Linked DNA regions of Mus musculus: region 2 is linked to region 1. Evidence: chromatin contacts called from public HiChIP or PLAC-seq data. All regions are on one chromosome and are shown on one strand. The core of a region is the stretch at or near the end of the contact, and the rest is flanking DNA. Distances in the headings are between cores, read along the strand shown.

Evidence for each region. HiChIP or PLAC-seq counts read pairs in DNA pulled down with a chosen protein or histone mark.
Region 2: an H3K4me3 HiChIP or PLAC-seq map of the SCID.adh cell line shows a contact between it and region 1, with 10 read pairs. The contact joins two enhancer-like sites. A contact is called at or near these places in 4 of 39 promoter capture datasets (the 3T3-L1 cell line, embryonic stem cells, macrophages and 1 more), 2 of 15 datasets of contacts at CTCF or cohesin (the G1E-ER4 cell line and the NIH/3T3 cell line), 51 of 484 Hi-C or Micro-C datasets (DN2 thymocytes, the G1E-ER4 cell line, the HL-1 cell line and 30 more), 5 of 115 datasets of contacts at active chromatin or transcription factors (the SCID.adh cell line, bone marrow-derived dendritic cells, epiblast stem cells and 2 more) and 3 of 9 other capture datasets (adipose tissue, liver and macrophages).

Annotation. Positions count from the first base shown.
Region 1 is chr3:20,261,099-20,266,948 of GRCm38.p6, reverse strand. It overlaps Cpb1 (carboxypeptidase B1 (tissue)), which reads left to right. Exons shown (of 11, transcript NM_029706.2): 4 at 426-525; 5 at 622-723; 6 at 1,499-1,600; 7 at 3,161-3,271; 8 at 3,353-3,443; 9 at 4,337-4,539. Among named protein-coding and RNA genes, the nearest start is that of Cpb1, 12 kb to the left of the region's middle. Within about 2 kb of position 3,343, at least 2 of the 459 cell types and tissues checked have an H3K27ac peak or open chromatin away from gene starts, as enhancers often do. A contact at or near this core is called in the SCID.adh cell line, where this site is marked.
Region 2 is chr3:20,337,382-20,343,231 of GRCm38.p6, reverse strand. All of the region lies in intron 1 of Agtr1b (angiotensin II receptor, type 1b), which reads left to right. Among named protein-coding and RNA genes, the nearest start is that of Agtr1b, 27 kb to the left of the region's middle. Within about 2 kb of position 2,616, at least 4 of the 459 cell types and tissues checked have an H3K27ac peak or open chromatin away from gene starts, as enhancers often do. A contact at or near this core is called in the SCID.adh cell line, where this site is marked.

The DNA of each region.
Region 1 (5,850 bases), core at 2,094-4,593:
TCTGGTATGTTTGAAGACAGTGGCAATGCACTCATGTACATTAAATAAATAAGTAAATTCTTTAAAAAGAAAATAAAACAAGTATGTGTCAAATATGCATTGTTGTGTGGATGCCCAAGGCTCTGATGTCTGGGTATCAAAGAAAATGATTTCTGTGTTTAGGGTCACTAAGGTATGTGACATATGGGCCCTGGAAGATTCCATCTTACTCATGCCCCTCAGTGTCCTCAATGCCTCACTTTTTGTGATTGATACCAGAATCTGTTAGTAGCTGAGCTTGAAGACCTCAATAAAAGTCAAAAGGCAACATGTGAGTCAGTGGGGGGTACCACAGCATCTCCTAAAGCTGCAGTTCTTGGCTTCATTTGTGTTCCCTGGGAAAGAATATACTCACACTTACAAACACCCATTTTTAACTCATCCAGGGTATTGATAAGCAACGTGAAACATATTCTGGAATCCCAGTTTGACAGCCACACCCGTGCAAGTGGACACAGCTACACCAAGTACAACAACTGGGAAACGGTATGGGGTGTGGTGTGCCTGATTCTGATACATTTTGCTGGCATGGGAGTTTAACCAACAATGTCACATTAATTCGAGAATGACTCTCTTTGGCAGATAGAGGCATGGATTCAACAAGTTGCCAATGATAATCCAGACCTTGTTTCTAAGAGAGTCATTGGAACCACATTTGAAGGACGTAACATGTATGTTCTCAAGGTAACAGTTTTTAAACATGACTTAAGTGGTTTAAAACAATGAATTCTGACTCACTAGCATTTGTTTCACAGACGTGGTTATCAAAAAAGAAAAGTAAAACCCTATAGCTCAGATTCCTTGGATTCTTTTATTCTATATGCATTTTTATATAATTCCTTTTGATTTATCAAAAATAAAAACTAGTAAAATAAGAGAATTCTTATAAATTTTACCACATTCCTGTAAGCAATCTAAGTGATGGTAGACCGTGATGAAATTCTTCTCTCCCTGGTGTGGTTTCCAAGTCCATTTGCTTTTGTTAGCAAGCTCTCAGTCAAGCTATTCTCATTTATCATACCACATTACAATCAACACCAACATTTGTTTCTATCACCCTGCATGCCACTTTTGTCATGCAAGTCCAGTGACAAAATGAAAAGACAAGAAGTAAGTGAGGAGAAGAGACATTTTCATAAACTTAGCAGCAATTATAATTACTTATCATTAGTCATCAATTGTCATAGTCATGGTAGGTAACCACAGCTGACAATAAGTGCTATGGGAATACAGGTTCGTGGGGTAACAAGCTTTTTGTGGCACTGTAGGCTTGGTAAGCCTAATAGTAATGCAAGCTTTCAGCATAAACACAGTGACTGTTCAGAGACAAGAACAGTTTGAGTGTTGGGCATTGCCAGATGCTGTCAGGATTCACCTATAGAGTCCAAAGGAAGTGGATGTTAACCCCTGAGTGCCATGTAGTAAATAACGCTTCTCCATTTCCCTTTTCTCACAATAGATTGGCAAAGATAGACCAAATAAGCCTGCCTTCTTCATCGACTGTGGTTTCCACGCAAGAGAGTGGATTTCTCCTGCATTCTGTCAGTGGTTTGTGAGAGAGGTGGGTGGACAGAATAATTTTTGATGGAAGAAATAGAAAGTATTAATTTCGATTCATTCCTTTATAACCTAGTATATGAAAAATGACATGTTCACACATGCATACATATATATATACACACACATGCATACACAAAAGAACACAAATATACAGACATATACACATAGATACACACAATTGACAATTCCAAGTTCCTATGGGGATAAATTAGTTTTAATACTTGTCAACAGACCTTTGTATGACATGCATTTTTTAAGTTAGAAAATTGGGTTTATTTAAATTTCACTAAGTTACACTTTCTCACCTGCCTTAGGTGGACTAGCTGACAGCTAAAATAGTGATTCATCCCTTAAAAATTGATCAGTATGGATAAATCGGCAACTGCCCATTGAATTCCCCTGATAAGCTGAAATGTTCAACTTTTCAAATGTGTATGCACTCATGTTGATACAAATATATTTCATAAAGAAAAAGAAAAAGAAATAAGTACTTCTTATAGAATAATTACAAATAATATATCCACAAATAATAACCAAATCACCTTTAGAATATCATGGTAATAATGATTTCAGCAAATCCATTGAAGGGTGCAAAACTCAGTGTATAAAGCTTTAAGAAGATGCAAGACATTTTCAGAGCCACAAAGTATGCTCACATACTTTGTGAATGCATATTAATTGCAAAGTGAAATTTTTTCAAATTACAATGAAAAAAAATTTAAAAAACAATTTTAACTAAGTTATTAAGAATACTATCATCAGTGTTAAGTAAAATAGTAATACTGTGTAAGACAGATCACTTTGGTAACCTTCTCTAAAGATATAATACCCCTACAATTGCCAATCAACCTAACCTGTGATTTTCCACAACATGAAAGTTATAAAAGATGAAAAAAATATTGAAAATCATCAAACATCAGCGAAGAAGGAGGAAATGTGACAGCTGTCAATTCTGGTAGAAGCTTGTAATCCCTTGCTTGGAAAATAGAGTCAGGATGAGAAGTTCAAGAACAAGCTCAACTGCATAGCAAGTCTGAGGCAGTCGGGGCAACGTGAGACCCAAGAAAGAGAGAGACAGAAGCGGAGACAAAGTGAACCCTATAATCAAAAGGGGGCATTGATAAAAAATGATGAAGTCTAAATAAAATCTAAAATAATTTTATAATATTGTGTCCATGCTAGCACCTTTACTTTGATACCTAGACTGTGATTACAAAAAAAATTTTGGTAACATTAGGGAAGACTAGATAGAAAAATGTATGGGAACTCCCTGCATTATTTTATAGTTTTTTTTTTTTCGAAATATAAAACTTTACATTGATATGCTCTTAAAAAATAATTTATTAGATGAAATTTAATTTCCTTTTCTCAATTCACTTCTGAATTATTTGCAGTGCTTTATCCAAGAAAGCTCAGGAAAATGTTGTTTTTAAATGCAGACTGGCCATGAGGCAGAGAACCCTGCTTTTATTACCAAAATCAACTATATCCAGGCCATGTAAATTTTGGTAGCATCATCCATTCTATTCTTGCATGAATTCACATTGTTATTCACATCCAGGCTGTCCGTACCTATAAACAAGAGATCCACATGAAACGACTTCTTGACGAACTGGACTTTTATGTTCTGCCTGTGGTCAACATTGACGGCTATGTCTACACATGGGCTAAGGTACTTGAACTCAGAGGGACTTGTGACAGTCACACTGTTACTTCCTGTAGCTTTTGATCTAACTAGATAATCTACTTTCAGGACCGAATGTGGAGAAAAACCCGCTCTACTACGGCTGGAAGTTCCTGCTTTGGTGTAGACCCCAACAGAAATTTTGATGCTGGCTGGTGTGGTGAGTGTATGTCTAGCTAACCATTTTGTATACAACATTAAAAAGCATAAGAGATAAAGCAGCATGAGAAAACAATAGGTCAATATTCAAAACAATAAAAACTACAAAGTTTTATGTTTTACAATTCTTTCTCAAAGCACAGAAAGTAGTTTATTCATCCATTTTATTAAAAAATATGGTGCCAAGTTCTGTGTTGTGTTCCTAGATATATTAATTTCTGTAAATGCACAACTGACACACCTGATGCAATCTACCAATGTGTGTGATATATTTACAAAATCAAATCAAATGGCAAATTAGACAAAATAATAAATAAACAATCATTTAAAAATTATAATGCAATTTAGTGATTATAGTAAAGGATTTTTTTATGGACATGAATAATAAGTATCCCACTTAATGACAGAGTCCGCAGTCTTGATATCACTTTATATGGATATAGACAGTGCGGACTGAAATACAGAAAGCACAGGGATACTACCTGCCTTCACAAATATTGATTTTTAAAGGCCTATAATGTAATGATATTAGTGATTTCATATGTAATTTCTTATCAGTTTAAAAATATGCCATCCTAATATATGCATAGATGAACATATAATAGATGGATGGATAGGTAGATAGATAGAAAGATGATAGATAGATAGATAGATAGATAGATAGATAGATAGATGATAGATAGATAGATAGATAGATAGATAGATAGATAGATAGATAGATGACAGATGAAAACTCATGAAGAATTGTTGGAGTTCTAAGAAAACACCTTATATGATTTAACTTCCTAGCTGAAAATATGAAATACCTAACATCTTCTATGAGAACTCCAGTAGGTGACCGTTGGTGACTGATAAAAAATACACTTTTTTTTTTTTTTTTTTTTTTTTTTGCAGAAGTGGGAGCTTCTCGGAGTCCCTGCTCTGACACTTACTGTGGACCAACTCCAGAGTCAGAAAAAGAGACAAAGGCCCTGGCAGATTTCATCCGCCAGAACCTCTCCTCCATCAAGGCCTATCTGACCGTCCACTCCTACTCACAGATGATGCTCTATCCTTACTCCTACGACTATAAGCTGCCCGAGAACTATGAGGAGCTGGTGAGTGGGTGCAATGCGAGAGAGACCACTTCAGTGTTGAAAATGCTGTTCATTCTAATGCTGAAAAAAGTTGTCAGAACAATTCCTTATTAGTTTCTGGAGTAGAAATTGTGTGTGTGTGTGTGTGTGTGTGTGTGTGTGTGTGTGTGTGTGTGTTATATGTATGTATGTACATGTGTATGCAAATATACATACATATATTATATACTAAGAAAATTCCGGATAAACTGGATGAACTAATGGAATTTTGAAACAGGGAACAATTTCATTTGAATGTGGCTTCTTTACTAATATGCAAAAGGGCAGTAGTTCTATTTAGCTATACCACAAGAATGATTGTATTAGTTACTGTTATATTTCTGTGATAAAACACCCTGACAAAAAAGTGAGTTGAGGAAAAAAAGGATTTATTCTGGTTTATTTTATCCAGAGAAGATCAACTCTGTCGTGTCAGGGAATACAGGAGAGAAGGATAAGGCTGGTCTGGCAGCCAGGAAGCAGAGAAAGAGAACAGGAGAATCGGGTCAAGGCTACACCATGGATAGCTGAATTTACCAGTTATGACAAATAGCACAATCTTTGGTTGATACACACAGTCTAGTTAAAAACAATAATAAATAATAATATAATGCCTCAAAATGAAAGGCAGGAAGCTAGAAGAATACCAGCTGAGTACCTTGTCTCGCCTCACACACTGAGCCAGAGCTAAGCAGAGTGAACCCAGAACTGCCAATCCAGGACACAAGGACCTTTCTGCACTAAAATCTATAAAATAATCTTGGAAATTCTCTGGTCTGTTTCTCATTTTCCAACCTGGATGTGAAGGCTTAGACAAGCTGATACTAATGATAGGGTAGCCCTGAGCCTAGAGGTAGTGGCCATTGGAAATTTTCCTAGTTTGCCACAACTTCCAAAGACACACTTTAACTTTTCCCTTTTATTAGAAATAGATTGTGTTCTCAGATGATATATACTGATTGTGTCTTTCCTTCCTTTGCTCCTCCCAACTCTTCCCCACTTCCTCTCCCAACTGGATCACTTCCTTCCTGTCTCTAACTAGGAAACAAACAAGCTTTCTGTTTGTTTTAGAGGATAATTGAAATACAACAAATATAAGTTATAAAACTATCATATGTGAGCTAGACAAGGCAAATCTACAGAAGGAAAGATCCCAAGAATCAGAGACGTATTTGTTTGCATGCTCAGGAGCTCCTTAAAAAATATTAAACTGGAAGCCATAATATATACAGAGGACTTGCTGCAGACCCGTGCAGGCCCTATGAATGCTGCTTCCCTCTGTGAGTTCATAGA
Region 2 (5,850 bases), core at 1,367-3,866, 77 kb before region 1:
TCTGATTATTTTTTAATTTCCTCATTTTTTGTTGTTATGTCTCGCTTTTCATATATGATTTTGTTAATTTCAATACTGTCTCTGTGTTCTTAAGTTAATTTGGCAAAGAGTTTATCTGTCTTGTTGATTTTCTCACAAAACATCTCTTAGTTTTTGTTGATTCTTTGTATCATTCTCTTGGTTTCTAATTGATTGATTTCAGCCCTGTTTGATTATTTCCTGTCCTCTACTCCTCTTGAGCGTGTTTGCTTCTTTTTGTTCTAGAGGTTTTTGGTGTGCCATTAAGTTGCTAGTGTAGGGTCTCTCTAATTTCTTTATGAGGGCACTTAGTGCCTCCTCTTATCACTGTCTTCATTGTGACCCACAAGTTTGGGTATTATGCTATGCCTTCATTTTCATTAAGTTCTATGAAGTATTTAATTTCCTCCTTTACTTCTTCCCTGAGCAAGTTATCATTGAATAGAGAGTTGTTTAGTTTCCATGAGTACGTGAACTTTCTGTTGTTTTTGTTGTTATTCAAGATCAGCCTTACTTCGTGGTGATCTGACAGATGCATGGGATTATTTCAATTGCATCTCTTGAGGCTTGTTTTTTGTCCAATTATATGATCAATTTTGGGGAAGGTACCATGATGTGCTAAGAAGAAGGTGTATTCTTTTGTTTGGGGGGGAAATGTTTGATAGATACCTGTTAAATCCATTTGGCTCATAATTTCTGTTAGTTTCACTATGTCTCTGTTTTATTTCTATTTCCATTCGCTGTCCATTGGTGAGAGTGATGTTTTGAAGTCTTCAACTATTATTGTGCTTTTTAGCTTTAATAGCATTTCCTTAACAAATGTAGGTGTTTGGGACATTGATGTTTAAAATTGAGAGTTCATCTTGGTGGAGTTTTTGTTTGATGAATAAGAATTATGTTTCCCCATCTCTTCTGATAAGTTTTGGTTGAAAGGCTATTTTGTTAGATATTAGAATGGCTATTCCAGCTTATTTCTTGGCACGGTTTGTTTGGAAATTTTGTTTTTATTTTCTATTCAAATGGTACAAAACTGCATAACTTTTTAAGTCTCAGAAGTTTGCATTGTAGACAGATATTATTAGTAAATACTTGTGTGTACTTTTTACCTCATACTTCAATGAAAATAATTACTTATTTTAATTAGTTTATAAGACAAGGTAAGATTTTTATGACTGCAAAATCACATGGACTCTTTTAATCATTAGCAAAATATTTCAGTTAGATATAATGCACTGTGAGTCCTAGATGGAGAAAGATTATCTGCTTAGTTTATGGTTGTTTTAGGAACATATTTTTAAACTTTTTTATTAGATATTTTCTTCATTTACATTTCAAATGCTATCTGAAAAGTCCCCTAGACCCTCCCCCTGTCCTGCTACCCTACCCACTCACTCCCACTTCTTGACCCTGGCATTCCCCTGTACTGGGGCATACAAAGTTTGCTAGACCAAGGTGTCTCTCTTACCAATGATGGCCAACTAGACCATCTTCTGCTATATATGCAGCTAGAGACATGAGCTCTGGAGGTACTGATTAGTTCACATTATTGTTCCACCTATAGGGTTGCAGACCCCTTCAGCTCTTGGATACTTTCTCTAGCTTCTGAAACATTGGGGGCCCTGTGTTACATCCTATAGATGACTGCAAGCATCCACTTCTGTATTTGCCAGGCACTGGCAAAGCCTCACAGGAGACAGCTATTTTAGGGTCCTTTCAGCAAAATCTTGCTGGCGTATGCAATAGTGCCTACGTTTGTTGGCTGATTATGGGATGGACCCCCAAGTGGGGCAGTCTCTGAATGGTCCATTCTTTCATCTTAGCTCCAATCTCTGTCTCTGCAACCATTTCCATGGATATTTTATTCCCTATTCTAGGGAGGGATAAAGTATCCACGCGTTGGTCTTTTAGGAGCAATTTTAAAGGTAAACTACAGAGTCTTCAGTTGGTAAGAGGGTAGTAAATATGGCAAGCATATCTGGAAAACAGAAAACAGTTCTGGTGCCAAGGACAAAAAACAGCCAATAAGGTGGATTCTTTTATTAAAACCCACTATTGTATATGGATGTTTCTTTGCCTTAATCTTATTGATTATAACATACATCTTTTCCTATAGAATTTTATCAATTAATACTTGAGATATTATCCCCACTTTATCAAGAGTAAAGAATATTAGATGTACTAGTTTTCCAAGATCAAATAGCAATTTTAATATGTCAGGGCTCTTCCAGAGACATCTGTACCCAGGCAAGGTAGAGTGACAGGGACCAGATATAACTGCCCCCATGAAAACAAGAAAAAAAATGGATATACTTGTGGATCAATGGTTTTCAAGACAATGGCTATTGGGTAGCAAAGACCTATGATTCATATCTCCCAGGGTTCCCTGCAAGACAACTGAAGAGTCAGTGTTTTCCCCAATTCCTGGAAGCAATTTCAAATCAAGATGCAGAGAATACAAGCCCAAGCAAAATAAAGCCTCCCTAAACTGAGGGGATCAAGTTCAGAGAAGCCGAAGAGGCTTTGGTCTACAAAACAGAACCTCAGGGAGGAGACAGCTACACCAAGAAAAGGCTTAGAGACCTACTGAGAGCTCTGAGGTTTCTATAATGCATGGGCATCAGGTATTAAGAAAGTGAAAGTAACCCCTGTACCAAACATAGCTTTGATTCTACCTAACAAAATGTAAAAGCTTCTCTCTCAAAGAATCAAATTTTGGACACAGGACAATAACTTCACAAAAGAAACCTAGAGAATTTTAATTTAAAAATATAAAATACAGAACAAAGTAAAATTCATGGTGTTTATCATTCATCATAAAACTATCATGCATACAAAGAGGCAGGAAATGTTCATAAAATGAAAAATAATAGAACTAATGCTGTAATGTCACAAATAACAATATTATCATGTTAGGACATTAGATAGATAATGATAGACATGATAAATAGAGCCATGGAAGATATGAGTGGTTGACATTATCCGTCCAGAGCTAAAAACACAAATGATGTCAGCAGCTTTGATCATGGCTGCTCTGCCTTCCTCCCAGAGTCCTTAGCTTGAACCCATATGCTTTTGCTTAATACTAGACTCTTTAAAAAGCTACTTTTCAGAAGATAGCCACTATTTATCTCCATCTTGCACAGAATCTCCTGACTTGTCCTTCCTCCTGGGGAATATTCTACCACCTTTCCTATCTAGAATTCCTTCACTCCTGAATGGCATTCTTTGAAAAAGTAGCCACTAGTAGCCCTCAATGTAGCACCTTCTGAGATGGTATCAAGAATTTGACATGAGACCACAATCTTCCTCCCATGTTCTCTGCTTTGTTCTGAAAGCTCTAAATCAATAAAGCCTGAAAGGTTAGCACTTATTGTGAAAGATAATAACATGAAAATGTGTACTTTTTCAGATTTGTTTTCTATTTAAATTTTCTGAGAACTTCTTACATGGGGATTTATACCACTTTCACCCCTCCATCTTCCTCTCAAACGCCTTCTGTGTCCCCACTCCCTCTTGAGTTCATGGCCTTTCTTCTCTAATTATTACTGATACACACACATGCACACACAAATAAATACATATGTGTATGAGTTCATGCTGCTCATTTGTACATATGCATGGTGGCTGGGTTTTGTCAGCTTGGCACAAACTAGAACCATCTAGAAACAGGGAATATCAATTAAGGAACTATTTCTGTCAGAATAGCAAGTCTGTAGAGCATTTATTAAGTACTGATTGATGTGGGAAAGCCCAGGCTACTATGAGAGGTGACACCCCTGGCAAGTAGTCCTAGGCTGTGCAAGAAAGCAGACTACACCTGACATGGAGTAACAGTAAGTAATATTTTCCCATGGTTCTCCATCAGTTCCTGCTTCCAAATTCCTGCCCTGAGTGCCTGGCCGTAGCTTCCCTTCATGGTGAACTTTAATTTGTAAGATGTAATAAACCCCTTCTTTCTCAAGTTGGTCTTCCTCATAGGATTTATCACAAAAGATGAACTAAGACAATGTATTTATGGCTGACTATTTGGGTCTCATTGGGCAGATTCTACCATATGGATAAATAACCCCCTTGGTATGGGAGAAAACTGATCTCCTTCCTCTATAACCATAGATCTTTATCTATACATGGAACCTTGTAAATTTTCCTCCATCCATGTTGACATGTCAACTGATGTCTTTATGTGGGTCTTATTTAGGTGACATTATTGTTGAGAGTTCACAGATGTAGCTTCCCTGTTACATCTAGAAGATACAGACATCAGACATTCTTGTACAGTCTTTCTGAACTTTCTTCTATGATCCCTAAGCTTCACTCAGGTATAGAAGTTGCACTGTAGATATTTCAATTGAGACTGGGAATTCCATAAAACTATTATGTTTGCAGCTCCCTACAGTTCTTTTCCAAGGTAGAAGGCTGTGTTAGGGACTGTGTTATTCTGACAAATTAGCCAATTAATCAAAATATACACACTATCATTGTGTAAAACTTGAAATATCGTTCTGATAATTAGACTACGTTTTCTCCAACAAAGCTTAAAAGTCAATTGACTTGTTTAGAAATTTTTATTAGAGCTATATAGACAAACGATGAAAATACTAGCCAAATGTCACTTATAATCAGAAACATAGCTTATTCATTAAGTATTCACCTAGTGTAAATCACTGTTCAATGTGCCTGCCTAATCAAATTAGATAAGTTCTCTCTTTATATTTTCATGTTCATCTGTTTTCAAAAACCAAAGCAAATATATTTTTTACAAAAAAAAAAAACCACAAATAAAGCCTTGTGGTATAAATTGTATATAATTCCATAGCCATGCCATGAAGTTCATCTTAGGATATGCAACAATAAAGCACTCAAAAGTAACTTTTTCAAAGTGTTAAAAATACTAAATATATCTATTCTTAACAGTGTATGACAATAATCTCCTTCATTACTGATGACATGTGAGCACTATATGACATTAATTGAACAAATATCAAAATAATAAGTACACATATACAAATATAATAAATTTTGTCCTGCATCTACCCACACAGCAATTTCACTTAATTGAAAGGTAACTTGAAGATGCACACAGCATCTTTGGCTGGATAGGAAAAGGAAAAGTGAAAAATACATTACTGATAGGGACAACAAAGAAATAGTGGTGGGATGAGGCTCAGGCTGCCCCCTGAGGCTGTTTCAGAAGGGCAAAACTCATCTTGGGCACAAGCAGAGGAGCTTTCTCAGAGCAGTCCACAAACTGTCTCATCTGTGTGCTTCTCCCAGACTTCCATAGTCTAGAGTGTGTTCTGTGAATCTCTGATTTAAGTCTTTTCAAGACAAGTAAAAGACTGAAAGAATAGTAGTTCGACTACATGCTTTATAATGGTAAGAGCTTGGATAGCCAAAACAGCACTGAGGATCCTGTATTTATTTTCACCAGCAAAGGGCATACATTGATCCTCATAATACTCTAAAGATGAAAAATAAGTTTGACTATCTGATCCACATCAAAATACCATAAGGGGCAGGTTAGTTTTTAATATAAAGAGAATATTTTTTGTTCTGGGTATAGCATAAAGAAAGCATTATTTATTTATTTATTATTTGGATTATGATTGAAGCCAATTGTGCTTTTTATACACTACTATGGCTACTGAAATATACTGGTTTCTAAAACATAATTTTTGTGTGTAAATTGGAGCCTGTTCATACCAAGATGTCTAAAATGATCTGCATATTATATTATTCTCACAAAATTCTACTGAACTTTGCTTGCCAAAATGTGAATAAATTCATCCTAATTTGCTTTGCACTATTTTACATAGAAATAAAGTACATGAT